Regions from separate parts of the Mus musculus genome. Here region 2 is linked to region 1. Evidence: chromatin contacts called from public Hi-C data. All regions are on one chromosome and are shown on one strand. The core of a region is the stretch at or near the end of the contact, and the rest is flanking DNA. Distances in the headings are between cores, read along the strand shown.

Region 1 (4,642 bases), core at 739-3,238:
TATGTGGACAGGAAGCAGTTTCGAGGGCCTGGAAAGGAGACTCTGGGTCCAGGTTAGGGCCATGGAATACCTCCACTTGGCTTGAGCACTGCTAGGCGTGGGGTGCAGTGTGTGTATCTACCACTCAACTCTAGCAGCCTGTAAAGCATGCAAACAGCTCCAGGTTGGTTGGACCCTAGAGTCCCAACCCCACAGGAGAGCCAGCACCTTCCTGCCCCAAGTGTACCAAGGAAAATAGCGACTTCAGTTAAAATTTGTCCACACCCACTTCCTAGCTCCTCTGTAAGTTCAGTCCTACAGCAAATATGGAAGAGAAACAAAGGCAGGCTAGAAGCCCTAATTCCTGGGGTGGGGTGGGGCGGGTTAGGAAGAAGGTAATCCCAGGAGGATCACTGGGCACCAACAGAAACAGGGCTACAATCTCAACTTTACAAAGTGCTTTCAGAGGGGCTGGCCCTCACTCACATCCCCAGACAAGGAGGAGAGTGATGGGCCTTGCTGGGAGGTCCCTGGCTTTACAAGTAGCTTTGACGGTCTCAGCTATCCCTAACCTGGCCGGTGGATAGATTTCTAGGGAAGTCAGTCCTCAACTGGAGGCTTTTGTTCCACTTCTGTGGCTGGGGAGGCCAGGTAGTGCTGCCTTCTCTCCGACTTCAGTCTGGGTCACACGGGCCTTTGTTCTACCTGCACACACCGGCAGGCAGAGCCCACCCCTTTCCTGGCAGCTCCTCCCCAGGCTGGCAGGCACCGGAGGGCCTGGAGATACCACAGGTGCACAGGAAGAGGAACCGCATTTCTCTTGCTCCACTTTTAGTACTAGACGGGTACGGGCTACACATGCACACAGAGACACACCTGTTTTTCTGCCTCTAGAGCCAAGCCTGGACCTCTAGTCCCCGAGGTTTATCTCTCAGGCTAGCCCGCAGTGCATAGCAGGTAGGGTGGACAGAGAGCAGCGGGCAGTGACCCAGGAGGAAGTCTGGGCACTGCGCAGACAGGCCAGTGGCGAGGAGAGGCACGGAACAGAGGGTGAAAAGAGGGATCAGAGGTCAGGAGTGGCAGGTGTAGGGAAGGATGAGATGGGAATCCTGGGATCCCGCAGACTGGAAGGGGCCCCAAGAGAGGAGAGGGCAGATCTGGCCCGGGGCTTAGGGGTACCCCCCCCCCCCCCCGCCATCACACTTTCCCGCAGCGGGCGCTCACCTGGGCGAACGCAGACCTGCTGGGTCGCGGCGGTCTAGCACACCGGGCACACAGTTGGTGAGTTCGGTCCAGTCAGCGTGCAGCCCGCAGCTCCAGCCCGTGGAGAAGCGAGAGAAGAGCCAGGTCTCGCGGCGATTGGGCCGATAGCAGGTGCACTTCTTCTGGCCCGGGCGACAGTCGCAGGGCACCTCGAGGCGCACGTTCTGCACTAGGTGGCGGCCGAAGGTGGTGCCGCCGGTCTTCTGGATGTGCAGGAAGACGATCACGTCGTCGCCCTTCATGTCGAAGCGCAGCGAGCGCTCCAGCTCGCGCACCGGGAAGTAGTACTTTTTCTCGTAATGTGGGTCCGGCGTGGGGAAGAGATCCAGGTCGTCGGGGGGCACGCGGCCACCGGGCGCGCCCAGACTCAGCCCCGGGCCCGCGTACTGGTAAAGGATGAGCATGAAGCACGCCGAGCCCGCCACCACCAGCACGAACTTGCTGGCGCGCTCAACCATGGTCCTGCCGCCGGCGCGCCGCCGCCGCATGTGTCACCATCGCCAGCGGCCCGGGCGCCGGGCCTGGGAGGGCGGGGGGCGCAGCTGCTCCGCCACCGCCGCCGCCACCGCCGCCCGCGCTCCGGCCCGGCCCGGCTACTCGGCGCCCAGGCTGTGCGCAGCGTCGCGGGCCCCGGGCCTCGGCGGCGCCGTGGCTGCTCCCCGCCCCGATCCCGGCTCGGCTAGCGTACAGCCCGGCCCCCGCCACAGCGCCCCGCAGCCGCGCGCGCCCGCACCCGCCCGCAAAGCTCAGCGCCGAGAACGCTCTGCACCGCCCCGTGCGCCGCCGCGTCTCCGCAGTTCGTCGCGGCTCCGCCCCGGCCCGCCCCTGGCCCGCCCTCGCGGCGCCTCTTGCTGTCGCCGCCCGCTCCGATCCTCCGCTCCGCCTCTGGAGCGCCCTGGGGGAGGGGCGGGGCCGGAGGAGGCCCAGGCACAGGCCAGAGCTGGGCGACGGGTCGCGTGTCTCTCACACTGTCAACGCCGGTCGCTACGGAAAGGGCATTGGATCCAGCTCGCAGACCTGTGGGTGGCGACTGGGTTGTCCCGAGCCTACGAGTGGGTGGCTCTTTTGGGCATTGGTCCTGGGTTTGGGAGCCCGAGTTTTTTCACCTTCTCTGGTTATGGTAGTTTGTGTTACCTGCGCTCTCTGTCTCCCACGGGAATACGGAGGCTTTGACCTTCACATTGAAGGATAGGAAGTTCCAAGTTCGAGAGCGCTGGGAGTCGGGACCACCAGGTGGTTTAGGACTACCAGTAAGGGTGGGGAAGGAAGAGAGACGTTAAGGGCATGGATCCGGCTCTTACGTGGATATCACCAGTCCCCTGGAGGCACTGGGACAATGACCCAAAGCCCTCAGTTGAAGATAAACCGAAATGTGTGCAGAGACCAGAGGACAAGCTTTATTTGTCCCTCTCGCCCAGTGTGCCCTGTTTTGATCCTGGTCATACTCAAACAAACAAACAAACAAACAAAATAGTGAACCAACATTAGAAAAAAATTAAAATTCCAACCTTCGTGATTTTTTTTTTTTTTACATTGGCAGCAGTATCTGCAGCCTTGATTGGTGCTCTGCCTGTAGTGGAGGGTCGCCTGGGCCCTAGGCTGCAAGTTGGAGGCTCTAGTAGTAATCTATGCAGCCTATAACATGTGGAAGGTCCCGTCGCCCATGTTGTACTCTGTACTGGGCCCCTAGCTATACTTAGGCGGCCAGAACAACTGGAGGTGGGGAGTGAAATGACCTGTGCAGAGTTCCACAGCCTAGGGTAGCTGGGAGGGGCTTGGGTGTTTGGATTCAGGCCAGAGTGGCCTCTGGGAGGTGCTCCCACTGCCAGGCCAGGCTCAGGTGCCCACAGCAAGTACCCCTGGGTAGTGCCCTGGATCTGTCCTGCTAAGGGGTGGGTCAAAAAGTGGAGAGAAGGGGAGGGGGTGGCAATAGTGGTCCAAAGCATTGACTGCAAGTTAAAAAAAAAAAAAAAAGACTTGAAAAAAAAGAGCAGCTGGGCAGTGGTGGTGCATGCCTGTAATTCCAGCACTTGGGAGGCAGAGGCAGGCGGATTTCTTAAGTTCGAGGCCAGCCTGGTGTACAGAGAGAGTTCCAGGACAGTCAGGGCTACACAGAGAAACCCTGTCTTGAACCCCCACCCCACCCCACATACACACACAAATAAGAGCTAAGAGGAAAGCCCTCCCAAACGGTGAGATCAGGAGAGAATGCAGACACACTTATATCCAACTTGTCAGGAATGTGAAGAAACTGGGCTCAGCTGGTAAAGTGCTTGCTGTGCATGACTCAGGACCTGGGTTCGGTACCCAGAACCCAGGTATAAAATGCCAGGGATACTTGGCCTGTGTTTGCAAGCCCAGGACTGCTGGGGAAGAAGAGATAGGCAGATCCCTGGGGCTTGCAAGCCAGCCAGTCTAGCCTATAAGGCAGCAGGTTAATGTGAGACACTGTCTCAGAAACTAAGGTGTACCTCTCAAAGGACAATATCCAATATCCAAGGTTGTCCATTGTCCTCTGTCCTACACACACACACACACACACACACACACACACACACACACAGAGAGAGAGAGAGAGAGAGAGAGAGAGAGAGAGGACATGTTTTGCAGGCAGATTGCAGAAGTTACCACTATGGTCAGACCGCCACATGGCCCTGAACACACTACATAATGACCTAGAACCAGGGCAACAGGTGTCCTTGGTGACACCCAGGGCCTTTTGCCCCTGGCCCAGAGAAACCCAAGGGCAGTCTGTTTGGTAATGATTTATTCTGGTTAGGTATGGCGACACAGCAGTGTGCTGAGGGCGCTCCCTTTAGAAGTTGACCAGGGCGGCATTCCAGCATGGGATTTGGATGACAGCAATCCAGATTTACACAGCATTGCTGCCAGCTAACCCATCTGATGGTTCTGCTCAGATGCTAAGGATCTACCAAGAGGTCAATCCCAAACAGAGTTGTTCCAGTACTAGACATAGCAGTTATGTTATTTCCAATCCCACTAGCAAGCCTTGCAAGAACGAGCTAAAACAATCGTTCCACAAAAGTGAAAACGAAGGTCTAGAGCTCTCCAGAGCTAGACAAATTCTCTCACTCTGTTCCCTGGCCGTGTGGCGTCCAGCCTGTGTTCATCTCTGTTCCCCCGGGGCCAGAGGAAAAAGCGGAGGGTCAGTGCACTAGGCTTTACTGCCAAGAGACCCACCTATGCTTGGCTGCCCCTAAGGGAAAACGGAAGTCTGACAAGAGCAGAAGAGTCTGGCATAGGTACCCAGTGGGTGGTTGTCCCTGTGACAAACTGCAGAGGTAGCCATAGCACACTGGCTCAGGGATTGACATCTCATCAAGAGAAGCTGCTTCCTCAAACTTCATTCTTGCCAGAACGGTTGAAGAGCCCCCTCCTC
Region 2 (4,642 bases), core at 1,192-3,691, 3.3 Mb before region 1:
TCCCTTACAACAGAAGACACAAGCTTAGCCTGAGGCATTGTCCCAGTATCTTTTCTACCCTACATCTGCTAACTGAACTCTCAAATGTGACACACACACACTATATAAGGAATTGGATAAGCTGTCATCACTGCACCAAGTAACTTCAGTACCTTATTCCCTTGGCCCAGACGGCTTTATTGAGCCTGGTGTCAATGCGCACATCTGGTGTCCCCATTTCCTTCATGGCAAACTTCCGAATTTCTTTGAGTGCCCGAGGAGCACGCTTCTTGAAGCCCCTAAGGTTCAGAACACAAGCACATTAAAAAAAAAGTCAAAAATTATATATGTAAATGGCATGCCATCATGAAACGAAGAACCCTCTGGCCAAGCATGAAATGTCCAGCTACTAGCATCAGTACTTAAGATGTAGGGGTAAATTCCAAGCATCCTATAGTTCAAGATGTCCCGCTCACTTTCCCAGAGTATCAGTCACCAACCAGGCCTGCTCACAGCAATCCTGAATGATGGTCCTGATGATCCAGCGGTTAAAAATATCTGCTCTTGCAGATGACCTAGGTTTGATTCCAGCACCAATGTGGAGCATACAAGCATTCAGGCAAAACACTCATACAAAAGGAAGACAAAGTTCTGTGGAATTGAGGCAGGCACTCTCCTATGAATATAGCCAGGGTACATGATAGAGGGCTATTAAAAAACAAAAAACTTGAACCTTTCTAGAGCATGGTGCACGCACCAATGATCCCAACATGGAGGCTGGGTGGGAAGACCTCAAATCCAAAAACCAATCAACCAAAAAAGCCCAGGTCTGTTCAACACCCGTCAAGTCCACTCCAAGTGAGACAAAGAGCATCTGCTTTCTCTATTCTACCTACCCGCAGCCTGTCTCTAGTGCCCAGACAACCCACTTCACAGCTAGCTTGAAAAAAACTCACGCAAGCAACCAGTCAGGTGGTATCACTTACAAAGACCAGGAAAGAGATGGAGCACTGAGCAATCTCAATGTTATGGTTAGGGAATTGGAAAAAGTGGGGCTGCCGCAGTCAGTGAGTAGATCTCAGAGGGCAGACCTAGCACTGGGCTCAACTACTACCCGAATGAATGAGACAGGGAAAGCAAGGAGTGGAACAAAGCAGAGGCTTGGTTTACACCACAATGGGGACCAAGAAATTACCAAAGAATGAAGGAGGCTAGAGATTCTCACATAGGGCCTTATCAACAAAATACAAAAGGCCTGGGGGGGGGGTACGACTCGCTTCTACAATGCTCTATTCAAGGCTGCTTTTAAAGAGTACCTTTCACCTGAGAGCGACTCTTCCTTCCACATACTGGGCAACACCCACACCACCTTTAACTTGTGGCCTACTTTCACTTTGTCACAGGCCTAAATAGTGCTTCATAGTGCTTAATATGCCCAACCATAGAGGAAGGAACGTGGCCGACCACCAGCAGTATTCATACCGGGCAAAGACCTTGGGGCAACCCACTAGGTGCAGACACACATTTCAACCCGGCAAAATCTCTCCGAAAATACTAAACCATCAAGTCCAAGAACTCAAGCTCTAGGGCTGGAACGCAAATGCAGATAGGTCGTGTACAAATAAGGACCGCAATCACTCTCTGTAACCGCCACTTTACTACAACTTGCCCCGAATTTGCACAAATCTGTATAATCGGACGACGAAAAAAAAAATCGTATTTCGCACTTGAGGTAGTAACCGGCCACTTTCCTGCAGCGTACAAGTCACTGACTTTCCTTTTACACGTCCGGATTACCAGAACTCACGTTTTAGCACCACCAACCTTCCCCAAGTCTAACCGCTCCCTCAAACTCCATCACAGCCTCCAGTCTCCATTTCCTAGCCGGTTGCCGTGCAAGCCAAACCCCGCACACCTTCCACGTACACACAACCACACCGGAATAAACCCGCTTGCCCTCTAGAGCACCCAGTCTGTAAGCAAGGCTCGCGGGTGACAGCCCAGCCCGGCCGGAGCCCGAAGGGGGTCGCGGGCCACACCGCCCGCCCGGTACTCACACTCCATGGATGCGCTTGTGAATGTTGATGGTGTATTCTCGGGTCACCACCTCGTTGATGGCAGAACGGCCCTTCTTCTTCTCGCCACCCTTCTTTGCGGGAGCCATCTAGACGCAGGCGACAGGGAGGGAGGCTCTAAGCAGGTAGTGGGAAAGCCCAAGCCCGAGCTAAGGTGCACCCGTACCCCGCAGGCCGTCCTCCCACCGCCCCGGACCGCAGAGCCTCCGCGCGGCGCGGGACAAACCCCACCGAGCCTGCCCGTCCCGCGCCGGGCGCGGATGGCGCCGGATTTCAGAGCCGCGACCCCGCAGCCATACTCACTCTGCCGGGCCCAAGTAGGAAAGGAAGGGCGCGAGGGTTTGTGGGAGGGAAAGTCGCGTAGCCGTACAACTTCCGGGTCACGGGGAGGCGAGGAGGAAGAGGTGTGGCGAGGGAAGTTAGGAGTTAGGCTGGGGCGTAAATACAGCGCGCGTCAGGGGCGGAGCGAGCGGCATGGGGCGGACCCAGGGCGGGCCCAGGGCGGGGTCGATCTTGTCAGTCTTCTTGCAATCTGCCTTGAGCAGTGGAGGTGCGGGATGGGATTTAAATCCCAACCCGAACCCGGATTCGGAACGCCCGGCCGGGAGGGAAGATACTCCAGTTTTTCGGGTGCACTCGCTCACTCACTCTACGTTTGTTTAATCTATTAGATACTGTGCTTGGCGGAAGGTCCCCGGAATGACCGAGACGACAACAAAAGAATTTATTTTCCAAGTCGAAAATGCCCACGGAAATGCCAGGCACGTCCGTAGAAAATAGATCTCCGAATCTAAACATGTCCGAATAGCCTGTCTATTGGAGTTTCAGCAATGAGCAAGTTTCAGGATCTCACAGGCAAGAAGACAGGCAGGCAGAAACTCCACGATCTTACAAGGAACCTATGTCTCTGCCTCCTTTGGCTAAGGGATGCTGGGGCCTTTGGATTCCCCAAAGGTCAGACTTGGGGTGGACAGGCAACTGCTCTCTCTCTCTTAAGAAAATAGTGTCCACAGCCACGTGTGGTGGTGCACACCTGTGATCCCAGAACTTTGTGGGTTGAGTTAGGTGATCAGGAGTTCGAGATATCCTTGACTGTAGTGGGCTAAACACGCTTGACAATATCTGATGACTTCTCAGTGGGGCTAGGAGGAAAGGAGCAGACAGGCTCGGTTCTAGTTCTTAGAGAATCCAAACCAGAAGGGGTTCTATGGGAGTGCTGATTGGTACTGGGGTTGAGCTCAGAAAATTGCAACGCAATCTCCCAAGCAGAGCCACTCAAAAATAATTTAAAAGGAAGTCTGGAGCGATGCATTCAGGAGGCAGAGCAAGAGGATGCCAAATTAAGGACGGACTACACAGAGGCCAGTCTTGGCTACACAATGAGACTAGATCCAAGAGTAAGGGGAGGAGAGAGGGAAGGGGAGAGTAGAGACTGAGGGAGGGAGAGGGAGGAAGGGCTATAAAGAGAATATGAAAATGTGAATTTGGGATCTTTAGCAAGAAGACAGAGGAGCCCACTAGTCAGAGTGTGCTGACTTGAGCAAGAAATGATAATTAGTTATGGTTAATAAATAATGGTTAATTAGAAAAGCTGAGTTTATAAAAGGCTGTGAGTTCCTGACTTCATACTAAAAGTAAAACATGAATAATTTAAGGAGTCAATAAACTAGACATATCCGTCCACACATGATTAAGCTAAAAAATCAAAAAGGAAAAAAAATTCCCCTGCCTCATTTCTAATGAGCTTTTCTACAGAAAAGCAAGGCTATTTATCTCCATAATATGAAGTCCATCTGAGCACTAATAGCATTTCTCTAGATGACTCAGATTAGATTTTTTTCAGTATATTACTGGCTGACTTTGAGATCGTCAAGCTACAACATGAACAGAAATTAAAGCCATTTTATATCGCTAAATTTTTACTAGGACATTTTGGCAAGAGTGCAAAGTCATGACTAGGAACTGCTTCACTTCGCCAGGTGTGGTGGCACACACTTTTAATTCCACAGTGGGAGGCAGAGGCAGGTGGAGCTCTGTAAGTTGCAGAACAGCCTGATCTATATAGGGAGTTCCAAGCCAGCCAGAGCTACATAGTGATACCTTGTCTAACAATGACAACAATGTTGTTTGTACAAGGGGATTTTAGTTGTTAGAGACAGAAGGTGTTACAATTTTAGTTTGTTTGTAGTATCTTAAACTGAGGTCACATTCAATCTTGACTCTTGAGCCAAGACACTGTACTTTTCCAGACAGTATGATCATGGTTTTTCTGGGACACAGATGTAGTTACAGAATGACCTTTTAATAAGCAAAGATAATGAATGAAGAGGTCAGTGATTACAATTCCCATGATGCATGCATTTAGTGGAAAATTACACAATTATAGGTTTTTGAGCGAACCCAAATTTTGAACATGTGCACAATTCAGGCAGAGTTAAATTAAATTAGGAGCACAGCATACTCCACCCTCTTTTAATGACTTCCAGATAGACAGCCTTAGGAGAATGAATACACTGTGTCCATTAACAATCTTGTTCCACTTAGGAGTCTAACCATCAATTAAAGTATGACTACAATTAAACTATAAG

The links. Hi-C and Micro-C count contacts between places; a contact is called where the count stands out from the background.
Region 2: a contact with region 1 is called in a Hi-C map of natural killer cells, with 12 times the contacts expected there. The contact joins the promoter of Rpl31 here to the promoter of Hs6st1 in region 1.

The regions. Positions count from the first base shown.
Region 1 is chr1:36,065,746-36,070,387 of GRCm38.p6, reverse strand. Hs6st1 (heparan sulfate 6-O-sulfotransferase 1) reads right to left here and starts at 1,988. Exons shown (of 2, transcript NM_015818.2): 1 at 1,204-1,988. The coding sequence starts at 1,730. It overlaps Gm39624 (a long non-coding RNA gene), which reads left to right and starts at 4,145. Exons shown (of 3, transcript XR_865341.2): 1 at 4,145-4,642.
Region 2 is chr1:39,365,650-39,370,291 of GRCm38.p6, reverse strand. It overlaps Rpl31 (ribosomal protein L31), which reads right to left and starts at 2,441. Exons shown (of 4, transcript NM_001252218.1): 1 at 2,037-2,441; 2 at 153-278. The coding sequence starts at 2,143.